Linked DNA regions of Canis lupus: region 2 is linked to region 1. A link is a contact called in public Hi-C data. All regions are on one chromosome and are shown on one strand. The core of a region is the stretch at or near the end of the contact, and the rest is flanking DNA. Distances in the headings are between cores, read along the strand shown.

Region 1 (7,113 bases), core at 3,950-6,449:
TCTACCCGCTTTGCCTCCCTGGCTCCCAGGTTCTGCCTAGCAACATCATCCTCCAGGTGAAACTCAGGACTCACGGGAGTTGCATTGGGCCCCGAAGAATCCAGGTTTGCATCGACAGAGGCCCGGTTTCACACATACTTCATCTTCCTGGCAGGCATCTGGCCCCTCACATATGGCTGAAAAACATCCCACCCAGGTGGAAAAGACAGTGGCATGGCCCAACAGGTGAACACTCTGCCCCTCTCACTGGCTCCCAGTCCTCTGCCCCCTCAAGAGCCATTCCCTCAGGGCTGGGGGTGTGTGTGTGTCAGGATGGACTCTAGCTCTAGGTCTCAGGAGGGGAAATAGGCCCCAGGACGGGAGGAAGAAAGGGTCACTGGGCTATGTCCTCTTTTCTTCTCGGGTGGGGATCCGTATCCGTTCTGGCTACTCACGGATAGTGCATTCTTGATCTTTCTGCCTCCAGCCTGGGCAGCACTGGAGCTCAGCAGAGGGGCTGTGGGACAGAGAGGGGTCAGCTGGGGGACAGACTGGCTCTGTAGGTAGATCACTGTCTCTGGCTGAGATGTGGGAGGCTGCCTCAGCCCCATCAGGCAGGTCTAGCCGAGAGTCACAGCCCTGGTGTCCCTAATCCCTTCCCTTTCCTTCCCGGGCCCTCCCACTTTCTGCCTGGACTACCCACCACCCTCCAGGCTGTCCCCAAGCCCCCTTCCCTTCAGCCCCATGACCTCTTCCCTCATGTCCTTCTTCCATGCAATGCCTCAACACCAGTTCACCTACCACCCTCACATCAGATTCCCACAAAGACCCACCTGCTGGCCATGCAGACATGTTGTCCATTGGGGTCCAGCTTGGACCCTTGGGTCCCCTGTGTCCAGAGCAGCAACAGTGGGAGCAGCCTCAGTCCCATGGCGGCCAGTCCAGCGAGAGGGCTCCTGTTAGTCTGGCCCCCACGGCTCCCATCCCCCCTCCCTGCTTCCTTCCAAGGCCTTTCCTGAGGAAACCAGTGTGAAGGGGGCGGGCTGCCATGCGGCACCTCCCTAAAAGGGCGGGTAGGTGGGTGCTGGGAAGACCAGACACCAGATGAAAAGGAAAGCTGTGGTGAAGGCAGAGTGGGGGCTGTAGGGGCTGGTCTCAGTCTGGAGGGGGCAGGAAGATGTCCCAGGATACTGGGGACAGGCAAAAGTACAGGGTGAGAGTGGGAGCCACGTCTTTCCATTAGGTCATATTACCCAAGTGAGGCCCTAGCAGGAGAAGCTCCCCACCCACTAACAACCAACAAGACCCTGTGAGGAAACCTCAGCCTGCCCTTGGTCCTGGCAGAGCCAGGTAGGAGCAGACCAGTAACACACAGACATGGGACAGTTTCTGGGTATCATGGGCAGCTACTTTATTATATTAGCTCAGGTCATGCTCACACACCCTTGGGAGGTAGGTAGCTCTATTTTATGGATAAGAAAACTGAGATTCCAAGAGGAAGCACTTTTATCTGGCCCCTGAGGCTTGGCACAGAGATACAGGGAAGGCTGAGCTCTTCATCATGCCCTGGCTCAGGCCAGAACTGGGAAAGAGCCTGGGGAAGGCTGAGAAGGAAGGAGCCCTGTCTTCATTTGAGGCCACACATCCACCCATAGCCAGATTCCAAAGTCAGGTCTCTGGGGCTGCTGAGACCCCCAGAGAAAGCTGTTCATCAAGTGCAGAGCAGAGCCAGTCAGGAATTGAGGACTGTAGAGCTGCCCACAGGCCGCATATGGAGTTCCTGTAGAGCCTCCTCTTCTCCCCTTAGCTCACTGGGCACCGTGCTGGTCTGGGCTTCAGGGGCCTCTGTTTCACCCTGATAGGACAGGCCAAAGCTGGCAGGGAGAGAACCAAGAGGTACTTTGAACTTGGATGCCAGAGAGGTCAAGGATATGGGCTCAGGGCAGGGAGTGGTGAGAAAAGGGGATACAATAGGAAGAAAGGGCAGCATGAGGTATTGAGGAGGCCAAGGAGCCAGGGCCAATGGAGGGAGTGGCATGATTATAGCTCAGGACAGCAAGATGTCAGTGGAACAGGAAAGGGGAAAAGAACAAAGATGGGGCCCCTCCCTCACCCTTCCTCTTCCCCCAACATACAAACGCTGGATTCTGGATTCAGTGGGTGGAGGGTGGGCCCCCTTATTGCCAGACGGCAGGAGCCATGAGCTGTCTTCATCTTCACTGAGGCAGAGAAGAGAAGAGAAGAGAGGAGATGTGGGGATTGTTCATCAAGGCCCTGGGGACAACAGGAATCTAACTATGTTCAGACCTCTGCATAGTACCCAGGAACAGCCAAGGGATGATAGAGTGACTATGGGACCCCCAAGGCTGGAGAGAAGGAGGTGCTAGGGAGATGAAGGACATCTTGAGGCTTTTATTTTATAGCCTCAGAGCAGGCTCTGACATGGCTATAATTAAAGTCTTAACCCTTTGAAAACAAACAGATCCAGCCAAGACAGGAAAGTGAAAAATTAATGTGGAAAAGCAGTGTTACCAGATTTTTTCAGCAGAATGTATAGTGAGCATGGCAAGTGGGAACAGTGCAATCCAGAGAGAAGGGTGCAGGTTGGACAGCAGGCTCGGGGGGGGGGGGGGGGTGACCAGGCCAGAGTGGCAGGCTCAGGGAGTGACCAGGCCAGAGTGGTAGGCTCAGCAGGACAGGCTGGACAGCAGGTGCAGGGGTGACCAGGCCAGGTAAGCAGGTTTAAGAAGGGACTAGGCTAGGTGACAGGCTCAGGAATTTATGAAGCTAAGGTGGTAGGCCCAAGGGGTGATTAAGATGGGTTAGAGCATGACCAGGCTGAAGCATTAGGCTCAGCGGAAAGAGTGAGAAGGGGTTGGCTCAGTGGGAATGGAGGCAGGGACTTACCTGCTCTCTGCTTCCTCTGGGATCCCTAACATCTTGGCCTTGATCTTCTTCCGCTGCTTCTTGACAGCCACCTTCATGGCTTCAAGGAGAAGCCCAGGGACCCGGTGATCTGTGAGTAGCTCCCTACCCGAGGAGGAAAAGAGGCAGAGTAAGCAGCAGGAATGCCAGCAGTAGGTTTCATCCCAAGTACCTGTGCCTGACATTCTCCTTTTCTGAAATGTTCTGCCTTGCTGACATCCCTCAGACTTAGCTTAGGTGATGCCCCTAGGAATCTTTCACAGCTGCTGTGTTTTTTACTACCTCCTACCCCATTTGGAAGAAGTTCCAGGAAGGCAGGGGCTGTGTGACTCATGTCTTCCCAGTGTCCAGCACAGCACCTGCCATATATCATGATGGGTAGATCAGTGAACTAAGGAACGGAGCTGGTGATGTGAGGCCCAGGACAAGTGTGAGTGGAGCCCCTGAGCTTCCCAGCCCCTGCCTACCGCCCTCACCGCTGGAAGTAGGCCAACTCCTCCTTCAGCAGGAACACGTTGGCTTTGAGCTCATTCCGCTCCTGAAGGATCTGCTCGAGCTCCTCTCGACTGAAGCTGCACTGTCCTGCCTCGGAAGGGCGCCCTGGCTGCTGCAGGGCAGCCGCCTGCAGAGGGACAGGCTGGGTCAGAGGGGTGCCTCTGCCGGCGCCCCCCTTTCCCCGGGCCATCACAGGAATGCTAGAGGGAGCGACTGGCCGGGAGACTTGGGGAGGTAAGGGAGCTGCGACAGATGACGACAGCCCGGTGCTCTGGCCAGCGTGGGAGCAGGGACCGGCTGGAGACGCGCACTCGTGTGCCACCTACCAACTTCTTTTTTTTTTTTTTTTAAGATTTATTTATTTATGATATTATGATAGAGACACAGGAGGAGGGAGAAGCAGGCTCCATGCCGGGAGCCCGACGTGGGACTCGATCCCGGGACTCCAGGATCGCGCCCTGGGCCAAAGGCAGGCGCTAAACCGCTGAGCCACCCAGGGATCCCCCACCTACCAACTTCCTGATGGACCCGCTAGGCAGGACGACAAACCCAGCCCGAGTGCCCAAGTGCCAGACCTGTGAGGACTGCCATGGGCACTCACCTGGTCCTCAGGGGTCCCCGGAGCTCCAGCGTCGGCGGTTGCCCGCTCGGACCTCCGCCTCTGTGCGTCCCCGGCCCCCCCGGCACGGTCCCGCGCCGGCTCCACCGCCCCCTGGTGCGGTAGCTCCCGCTCTCCCTCGCGGTCCCTCGCGGAGCGCAGCTGGGTCTGCACCGCTGCCAGCTTGTGGCGCAGCTCCGCGTTCACCAGCAGGAGGCGCTGCAGCTGCTCCTGCAGCTGGGGGCGGAGTCAAAGAGGAGGTAGGCGGGGCGTCGGTGGGCCGGGTGGAGAGCCCCGCTCACGCCCATCGCCCCGCCCCGCCCCGCCCCGCCCTCACCGCCTCGGTCTCCTGGCTGCGTTGGAGCAGATCTCGGTTGTGCGCCCGGAGCTCGTCCCGCTGGCGGTCGGTCACCTCCTTGAGCTGCCTCAGGAGAGCCCGCTCCTCTGAGGAAGGGGCGTTCTTAGCAGCGGCCTGGGGAGGAGGCCCGGAGCCGCCCGCCCCGCCCCCTGGCGGTGCCCGCACTCACCCTGTGGGCCGGAGCGCAGCTCTCTGCGGAGGCGCTCGTTCTCCTCCCGCAGCCGCCGCAGCTCCACTTCGGCCTGCTGCGCTGACACCTGCAGCTGGGGAGTCCAGGCTGTGAGGGCGAGGCTCCCGCCAGCCCTGCGGGTGGCCAGGGGAAAGGGCGGCGACTCACTGAGTCTGGGTCCGGCCCTACGGCGGCCTTTTCCAGGAGCTCCAGCGCCCGCACCACCAGCGGCACCAGCCCGGCCGCCGCCTCCGGCCCGAAGCGGCGCGCCAGCTCCTTCAGCTCCGTGCCCAGGGCCCCCGCTAGATGGTACACGAGCTCCGCCGCCGTCCCTGACCCCGCGGCCACCCGAGGCCCGCAGCTGTGCACCCCAGGTACCGCCTTCCTGGGCTCCATGTCCCCAGAAAGTTAAAGGCCACGCCAACCTCCCTACCCCCACCCACAGCCCTAATTGGGGCAGGAAAAAGCCAAACAGTTCCGGCCCAGGAAGCAGTTTCGGGCAGTGGGGGGCGGGGAAGAAGCGACAGAGGAGGAGCAATGAAGAAAAAAGGTAAAGGCTTGAAGGCGGTTGTGCACTGGGCCCCCTGGGCTCTGTCCTGTTTGAGCCCCAAGGTCACAGGAAGCAAGGCTGCCGACTTCCAGCCAGGCGTCCAAGAGGTTGAGGTTCACGGCTCTAAGTGGTCACTTTTGTCAATCCCTCCCCACAGCGCGCAATCCAGGCTCCACCCCTGTCTCTGGAGTCATGAGGCCCAACTTGGCTGCCAAACACCACAGGCAAGAGGTGAGAGGTAGGAGGGCTGTCAGGCCTCTGCCAGGGACAGCCATCTGTCCAGCCAAGTGCCTGTTTTCCCAACCACCAGTGACACAAAGCCTAAGGGGCTATGCTGGGCACCACAGCTGTCGGGAAAAATTCACAAGCTTCTAGACTCAGAAAATGGCAGCAACTGCTCCAAAGGAGGCTGAAAAGAGTGATAGTTTGCAAATATTTTTAAGGGAAGTAGGCAGACGTGGTCAAGGCAGTAAGGGTGTTAAAACCCAACCCCACCTCTATTCCTTGAATCTACAAGTTTCTTGATCCACAGCCCCCGAGTAGGGAGGGGCCTCATGCCACTTTAAGACCGAGGCCACAGCCTCGGTGGCACAGGGGTTTAACACGGCTGCCTGCAGCCCAGGGTGTGATCCTCAAGACCTGGGATCGAGTCCCATGTCAGGCTTCCTGCATGGAGCCTGCCTCTCCCTCTGCCTGTGTCTCTCTCTATTGCTCATGAATAAAAAAAAATAAAAAATAAATTTTTTTTTAAAAAAGACCAAGGCCAGCATCTTGCTGTGAACAAGGCCAGCCTCCTGCCATCCCTACACCCAGAATTTGAGCTCAGGAGGAAAAAAACAACCTCAAAAACTCCTATTTATACAAAATTTATTATTACATTTTGCTCAGGACTACATGCCACGAGAGATCAATTACAAGAAGCACAAACAGGGAGAAAAGGAACCAAGCTGCTGAATGTCACCAGCTTCTTTTTGGGGTTTTGTAAAAGGCTCCAGTCTTGGGGAGTGTGAAGAAGGGGGAGGTGAGGAAACAACTAGGCATAGAGGTCTTCTCGGTCCGCAGAGTAGACCTCACCCTCTTGCAAGAGAGCGAAGTTGAGGAAGTGGGAAGGTCTGTGCACCTCGTGGTAGAACTCTTTAGGATTTGCCAGCTGCAGCTCATACTTCATGTTGGGATCATGCCGGACACCTAGGGTTAGAAGAAAGGGCCAGTGTTAAGCAGATGCACCTGCCTCACCCAGCCTGGGCCCTTGGGCCATCTTGGAACCAAGGCCCAAGTGCCAAGGGTGATGGCCTAACCCCAGTCCCAATTCCCTGTGCTCCTCAACTTACCCATAAAATTGTAGTTCCATGAGGACTGGGCAGGGACCATAAAAAAGCCAAGGAAGCGATCTGACAGCAGCATCTGGACCCTCTCGTAATGTGAGGGTAGATAGCCCTTGGGATTGTTGCCCTTATCTGTGTTCTGGCGACCCCATTCATAGCCACTGGGGGTCAGCTTATAGGCTGTCAATGTGCAGGAGCCTGGTGTGAAGCTGAAAGAAGATGAAGACAGAGTCTGCTCAGGCCACCATTCTAGGCCCTGTACTGCCATGCCTGCCCCACCATACTTCCAACCAAGGAGGCCCAAAGCTACCTGCAGGTGATGATAATGGTCTTCTCACCATCCCAGGATGGGTTATCAGCCATGATCTTAGCATGAGTGGTGACATCTTGGGGTGATAGCTGGGGGGACTCGTTGGGCTGAGTGTGGATCCATCCTAAGGGTTCCATCTCCTATAGGCAAGAGAGGTGAAAACTATCTGGAGCCCCATCCCCATCTGCAGACAAGAATCACCTCCATGAAAATTAACATGGCTGCCTTCCTCCCCCCATTTCAGCAGAAGAAAGCCCCCATTCTCCCACACCCCTGCTGACCTTGAGGTACTCGTGCTGGGGCAGCTGGCCAGGCAGGTGCACGGTTTGGTGAGTGCCCCACTGTGGTACCATCACAATGCAGCGGATCTCCTTCACCTGGGGGTTATCTGGTGGACTCACTCC
Region 2 (6,769 bases), core at 2,810-5,309, 160 kb after region 1:
CTGTAAAGGCTTATCTGTAAAAACCATTCTTAGCTGACGCTGTATAAAATCAGGCAGCAGGGGGCGCCTGGGTGGTTCGGTGGTTAAGCATCTGCCTTGTCTCAGTACGTGATCTCAGGGTCCTGTGATCAGGCCTCAGGCCTCAGGCCTCAGGCCTCAAGCCCCAAGCCCCAAGCCCCAAGCCCCAAGCCCCAAGCCCCCAGCCCCCAGCCCTGCATCAGGCTCTCTGCTTAGTGGGGAACCTGCTTCTTCTCCCTCTACCTCCCTCTCCCTTTGCCTGCCGCTTCCCCTGCTTATGTGCATGTGTATTCTCTGTGTCGAATAAACAAAATCTTTAAAAAATAATAAAAGAAAATCAGGTGATGGGATGGATTTACACTGCAGGCTGTAGTTTGCTGATCCCTACTCTAAAATATAATCAGATCATTCTCTCAAAACCCTGTGAATCGGTTTTCTTCTGTAATGTAACAAGCTACCACAACTTCAGCAGTTTACAACCATTTATTATCCTCACAGTCTACAGATCAGAAGTGCAGAACCTGGCTGATTTCTCTTGAGTAGGGTCTCGCTAGGCTGAAATCAAGGTGACCTCTGATATGGAAGACCTGGGAAAGAATCCACTTCTAAGATCATTCAGGTTATTGGCAGAAACCAGTTCCTTGCAGTTGTAGGTCTGATGTCCTCACTTTCTTGCTGGCTATTAGCCAGGAACTACTCTTAGCTTGTAGAGACTCCCTGCATTCCTTAGCATGTGGTCCCCCCTCATTTTCTTTTTTCTTTCCCCCACCCCCTCATTTTCAAGCACAAGCACATTCACATCTTGTGGCTTGAAGTTACTTTGTGCTACCAGCTGGAAAAAAAAGTTCTGCTTTTAAAGATTTCACCTGATTAGGCTAGCCCATTCAGATAATTGTATCTCAAGGTCAACTAACTTGGGAGTGCTGGTGGGGGAAGGGGCATCAGTTCTAGAAGTCTGTCTACCAGGGCGCCGGGGTGGCTCAGTCAGTTAAGAGTCTGCCTTTGGCTCAGGTCATGATCCCAGGGCTCTGGGAATGAGCCCCGCATTGGGCTCCCTGCCCAGTGAGGAGGCTGCTTCTCCCTCTGCCACAACCTCCAGGTCGTGCTCTTTCTCTCGCTCTGTTCTCTCTCATAAATAAAAACAAATAAATTCTTTAAAAAAAAAAAATAGAAGTTTGCCTACAACACCCTAAAATAATTTCCTACTCAGAATAAAAAGGCAAGGCACTTAGGAGGGTCAACATGACTTGCATCACCTGCTACCCACCAATCCCCATGCATGTCCTATTACTTCTCTGATGTTATTTCCTGCTCTTCTTCCCCTGGCTTATTCTGTTCACTCACACTAGCCTTCTTGCTGTTGCTTGAACATGCCAGACATACTCCCAACCTGGGATCTATGTCTGGAGTACTCTTCTCTCAGATATCTATCTAATTTGTTATCTCCTGTATCTCCAAGACTGCTCATTTCCACTTTTTTATTTTTTTAAGAGAGCATGAGAATGCGCAAATGGGGAGGGCCAGAGGGAGAAGAGAATTTTTTTTTTAAGATTTTATTTATTTATTCATGAGAGACACACAGAGAGAGAGAGAGAGGCAGAGACACAGGCAGAGGGAGAAGCAGGCTCCATGCAGGGATCCCAGGTCTCTAGGATCAGGCCCTGGGCTGAAGGCTAAACCGCTGAGCCACCTGGGCTGCCCTAGGGAGAAGAGAATCTTAAATAGGCTCCATGCTCAGCCTGGAGCCCAAGGTGGGGCTTGATCTCACAATCCTGAGATCATGACCTGAACAGAAATCAAGAGTTGGACACTTAACCGACTGAGCCATCCAAGTGCCCTGAAACTTCCACCTTCTCAATGAGACCATATCTAATCACACTATTTAATACTATAATCTGTATTCTCACTCCTGGCACTATTTCCCTTACCTTGTTCTATTTTTATTTTTTTCTATTTTGCACTTAGCACCTTTGTATACTATATACTTTGCTTATTTATGTTTAATGTCTATCCCTCTTTGCCAGAATTAAGCTCCTCAAGGATAAGTATCTGTGCCTATTTTCTATTCACTAATGTATTTTCTTTCTTTCCTTCCTTCCTCTCAAGTAAGCTCTACTGCCCAATGTGGGGCTTAACCTCACGACCCTTAGATCAAGAGTCATATGTTCTACCTCCTGAGCCAGCCAGGCACCCCTCACTGATGTATTTTTTGTTCATTAAGCATCTAGCACAGTGGCTGGCACAACAGGTGGCCAATAAAAATTCACTGAAGTTTTGGGAAACTCTTGCTTTAATTTTCTATATATGGTTGTACATACTAGGTTGTGATATAAAATAGTATTACTTACTACAGAGGGTAGTCAAGAGAGTGAAAAATACTGGGGTTAGACTACATGACTTCTAAAGTCCTTTCTCTTTTTTTTTTTCCCCCTAAAGTCCTTTCTCAATTTGAGCACTTATAACTTTCTATGTGTAGCTAGTAAATGCCCACTATATCTTTTGGGAAATGGCAAAGTTCACAGCCTAGTTTCTAGAGCAAAGCATTGATTATTGAAACATAACACTGACACCAAAAAAAACTATTAGCATTCTTGCCTGCTCTGTAATAGTAGCTTAGGAAAAACTGGAAACAGCAAGAACTGCTGAATGCTCCAAAATATAAAAATCTGAACTTAATCGTTCCATGAAAACGAGATAGAATTTAAGAGCATATGATAAAAGAGAACATTTTCTAGATCAAAATTTCCCCCGTTAAAGCTTTCACTCACTGAAGAAGCGAAGAAGAGTGAAGAAAGATATCCCTTAAAGCGTCTGCCGTAGCAATTGTGTCCTGAATGGACTTCGGGAGCAAAGACCACTTCTGAAATACATATGATTTCCACTCATCCACAGGCAGATCCATTTTACTTTAGGTCTATAAAATAAATAAGAAAATAAGGAATTCAGATTTCTACAAATGCACAATTCTAGGGGAAAAAAAAAATCAACCTTTCACTCCAGCAAACATGAAGCAACAAAATCAATTCTTGTGGTCTTTTTCCATAGTTTACATGCTGAGGATCTATTTTGTCTCACACCTATTCACCGAAAATCCTTTTATTCAGAAATATTTACTGAAGGCCTAGTTTGTTCCACGCACCATGCTTGCCTCAGACCTCCATCTTCCCAAGCTGTTCAAGTCAGACATCACAGATTTTTCTCTCTCTCCACCTACTACTTAATTAACAAATGTATCTCTTACACAGCTGTTTTTTCTTTCAATCCCCAGATCATTCAATTCATCTTCCACATTGAGACAGATGTAGGTCCTCTGACTTAAAGCTCCTCCAAGCTTTTGGGGAAGCCCTGTACAAATCCTTCACTATTCGACCCCTGGGCTCATTTTCTAAGGCCCAAGTCTCACGTCTTCTTCTGTACCCTATTATTCTGAGCTACTTAAAGCTATCCCCAACTTGCCAGGCTATTTGCCTCTCTAGTTGTTGCATAGGCCATGCCATCCTTCTGGTAGCATCCCTATCCTCACTTAAGCGTCCACTCGGCAAATCTGCACACACCCCCTTCAAGACCCACTTCAAATAGCACCTCCTCCAGGAAGCCTTCCCTGATTTTCCATCTGCGAGCACGGAACACTTTATGTCTCCTCTGAGGCCCATATCATGTCTACATTGAGTTAAGGCTACTCACTGCGGTAACTCCCTCGACAGACTACGCTTTCTCCCGAGGGCGGCGATCGGATCCTATTTACCTTAGGAAAAGCCCCGATGGGCCAAGCTCGGGGTTTAGCAACGGGGGGAGCTCGGCGTTTCGGTTGCTGAAGTAATCAGGTTGGTGCTTTGACTACCGTTGGCAGCACAGTCATCAGGGAACAGCTCTCTCTTCTGGGCGACCAGTAGGCCTGTCAGCCAAAGGCCGAGCCAAGTTTTTTTTCCGAGACGCGTCTCGGAAAGCTTCCGGGACTAGACCGAGGGCCCAGAGCAAGAGCTAGCGTCATCCTTGGCGCGACCCACGCCCCGGCCCCGCCCCCTGGCGCAGCCGTCGGGTGACTAGGGCCTCAGCCTGGGCTCCCGCGTGTCACGTGGCTGCTCGCAGCGCCTCGGCCAATGGGGCGGCTGCCCCGCCACTAAGCCCGCCCCCGTGCCTTGCGCATGTCAGTAGGCGGGGGTGGTGCCTGCAGCTCCTTGGCCCAATAGCTTTGGAGCGCGCGGGGCCCCAGGAGGGAAGTGGGGTCTGCTGACGAGCTGGAGCGCGGGAGTTTGCGCGGCGGAGTCATGGTGGGCCACCTGAGCGAGGGGGCCATTGCGGTGAGGAGACGCCTGCGGACCGGCAGGCCGGGGTGGCTGGGGACCCTGGGGTTGTGGGGGTGGGAAAGGGAGAAGGGGGGCTGGAGGCGATGGGGAGAGAACGCGGGAGAAGATAAAAGGGGTGGGGGAGACCGTCGAGTGACTCCCCAGAATCATCACCGTCTCCGAGAATTTCTACTGTCGTCTTTGAAACATGCCCATGTTTTTTCTACTTAAGAGAAGGAAGCAAAATTAACTCGATGGTCCCGCGTCTCCCTCCTCCGGCCACGCTGTCTCCTCCCTGTCCCCCATCCACAGCCAAACTTCTCTAGAGTTGTCTGTTTTCAGCTCACCTCCCGTTAACAGACCCCGGTCCGTCGTTCCCTCGATCACGGTCGAAGGAACCCGGGCTGAAGTTAACGGTGCTTCCAAGTCGTTAAATCCAACAGACGCTTTTCCGTTTTTAGCTCTACCAGAGTTCTCAGCAGTGTTTGGGTGTGTTGAGCATTTCGTCTTTCTGATAACACTCCCTTCTCTGGGCTTCTATGGCTTGGTTTGGCTCGTCTTCCTCGTCTTATTGCAGGTCCCTCGTTGTACGTTTTTGGTTACTCAAGGTTATGTTCTGGGCCCTCTTTGACCAACACAGTCTCATTACCAACCGTATGTCAGTTGCTCGTAAATTTCTTTGTCCGGAGCCGCCTTTACTCTGAAAAATAAACCTCTATAGTGTGTCTGCCTGCCTGATACCTCAAAGGCATTTTTTATTTTATTTTTTTTAAAAAGGTTTTATTTATTCATTCATGAGAGACACACACACACACACACAGAGGTAGAGACACAGGCAGAGGGAAAAGCAGGCTCCATGCAGGGAGCCCGACACGGGACTCCATCCCGGGACTCTGGGATCACGCCCTGGGCCGAAAGCTAAAGCTATGAGCCACCCGGGCTGCCCGGCATTTTTTTTTTTTTTTTAAGATTTTATTTATTTATTTGAGAGAGAGAGACAGCGTGAACGGCGGGGGTGGGGGGGGGGGGAGAGAGAAGCAGACTCCCCACTGAGCAGGGAGCCTCACAGAGCTGGACCCCAGGACCCATCATCATCATGACCTGAGCCAAAGGCAGATGCTTAACAAACTGAGCCACCCAGGCGCCCCCTTAAAGGCATTTTAAATTTAACATGTCCCAAAGCAAATCTGTTATTTTACTATTTGGGCCTCTTGGTGTTCCCTATCTGGATGAATGGCACCATTATCCATTAAGATATGCTAGCCAGTAATTGTGGAATCATGCTAACTGCAAACTTCCATCACCTTAGATGTCCAGTCCATCACCAAGTCCAGTGTTTTAACTCCACACATATTTCTTAAATCCATCTGCTTCTCTTCTTCTACTCTAGCTCCATCATTCCTTGCCTGGACTACGGACTCCGCCTCTCCCCCGCCAAACACACCAATTCCATCACATACTCTCATTTGTTCTCTCTTCCTTTTATTTGTTTTTGTTCTTTAAATTTTTAATTTTGGTTTAGCTAATGTATAGTGTTCTGTTAGTTTCAGGTGTACAATATAGTAATTCAGCAATTCTATACATTACTCATTGCTCATGATGAAAATTGTACTCTTTAATCCCCTTCAACTGTTTCTCCCCTCCCCCTACTCACCTTCCCTCTAGTAACCATCAGTTTGTTCTCTATAGTTAAGAGTCTGTTTCTTGGTTTGTCTCTGTCTTCCTTTTTTTCCTTTGCTCATTTGTTTCTTAAATTCCATATATGTATGAAATCATGGGATTTGTCTCTTTGACTGACTTATTTTGCTTTGGATTATACTTTCTAGCTCCATTTATGTTGTTGGAAATGGGAAGATTTCATTCTTTTGCATGGCCAAATAATATTCTATTGCATAGGGATGCCTGGGTGGCTCAGTGGTTGAGCCTATGCCTTTGGCTCAGGTCATGATCCCAGGGTCCCCAGATCAAGTTCCACATTGGGTTCCCTGCAGAGAGCCTGCTTCTTCCTCTGACTATGTCTCTGCTTCTCTGTGTGTGTGTCTTTGATGAATAAATAAATAAAATCTTTAAATTAAAAAAAAATATTCAGGCACATGGGTGGGTCAGTGGTTGAGATAGCTTTTGGCTAGGGGGGTGATTCTGGGGTCCTGGGATCAAGTCCCACATCGGGCTCCCCATGGGGAGCCTGCTCCCCAGCACACTCTGCCTGTGTCTCTGCCTCTCTCATGAATTAATAAATCTTTTTTAAAAAGTTATATTGTATATGTGCAACCATCTTTATCCATTCATCTATCAATGGACACGTGGGCTGCTTCCATAATTTGGGTATTGTAAATAATGCTGCAATAAACATGGGATACATGGATCCTTTTGAATTAGTGTTTTCATAAATTTTGAGTACTCAGCAGTGCAATTAGTGAATCCAAAGTAGTTCTACTTTTATTTTTTTGAGGAACCCCAATACT

The links. Hi-C and Micro-C count contacts between places; a contact is called where the count stands out from the background.
Region 2: a contact with region 1 is called in a Hi-C map of blood, with 2.0 times the contacts expected there. The contact joins the promoter of SMYD4 here to the promoter of RILP in region 1. A contact is called at or near these places in 2 of 9 Hi-C or Micro-C datasets (both in blood).

Annotation. Positions count from the first base shown.
Region 1 is chr9:45,738,130-45,745,242 of UU_Cfam_GSD_1.0, forward strand. RILP (rab-interacting lysosomal protein) reads right to left here and starts at 5,200. Exons shown (of 8, transcript XR_005364761.1): 1 at 4,693-5,200; 2 at 4,525-4,618; 3 at 4,335-4,441; 4 at 4,001-4,234; 5 at 3,381-3,526; 6 at 2,887-3,009; 7 at 2,115-2,253; 8 at 1,366-1,853. PRPF8 (pre-mRNA-processing-splicing factor 8) reads right to left here. Exons shown (of 42, transcript XM_038548477.1): 39 at 6,991-7,113; 40 at 6,710-6,849; 41 at 6,406-6,608; 42 at 5,925-6,262. The coding sequence ends at 6,108. SCARF1 (scavenger receptor class F member 1) reads right to left here and starts at 1,348. Exons shown (of 11, transcript XM_038548472.1): 1 at 813-1,348; 2 at 435-496; 3 at 75-176. The coding sequence starts at 1,219.
Region 2 is chr9:45,900,444-45,907,212 of UU_Cfam_GSD_1.0, forward strand. SMYD4 (SET and MYND domain-containing protein 4) reads right to left here and starts at 4,060. Exons shown (of 11, transcript XM_038548490.1): 1 at 3,703-4,060; 2 at 2,787-2,932. The coding sequence starts at 2,920. It overlaps RPA1 (replication protein A 70 kDa DNA-binding subunit), which reads left to right and starts at 4,165. Exons shown (of 17, transcript XM_038548492.1): 1 at 4,165-4,319. The coding sequence starts at 4,287.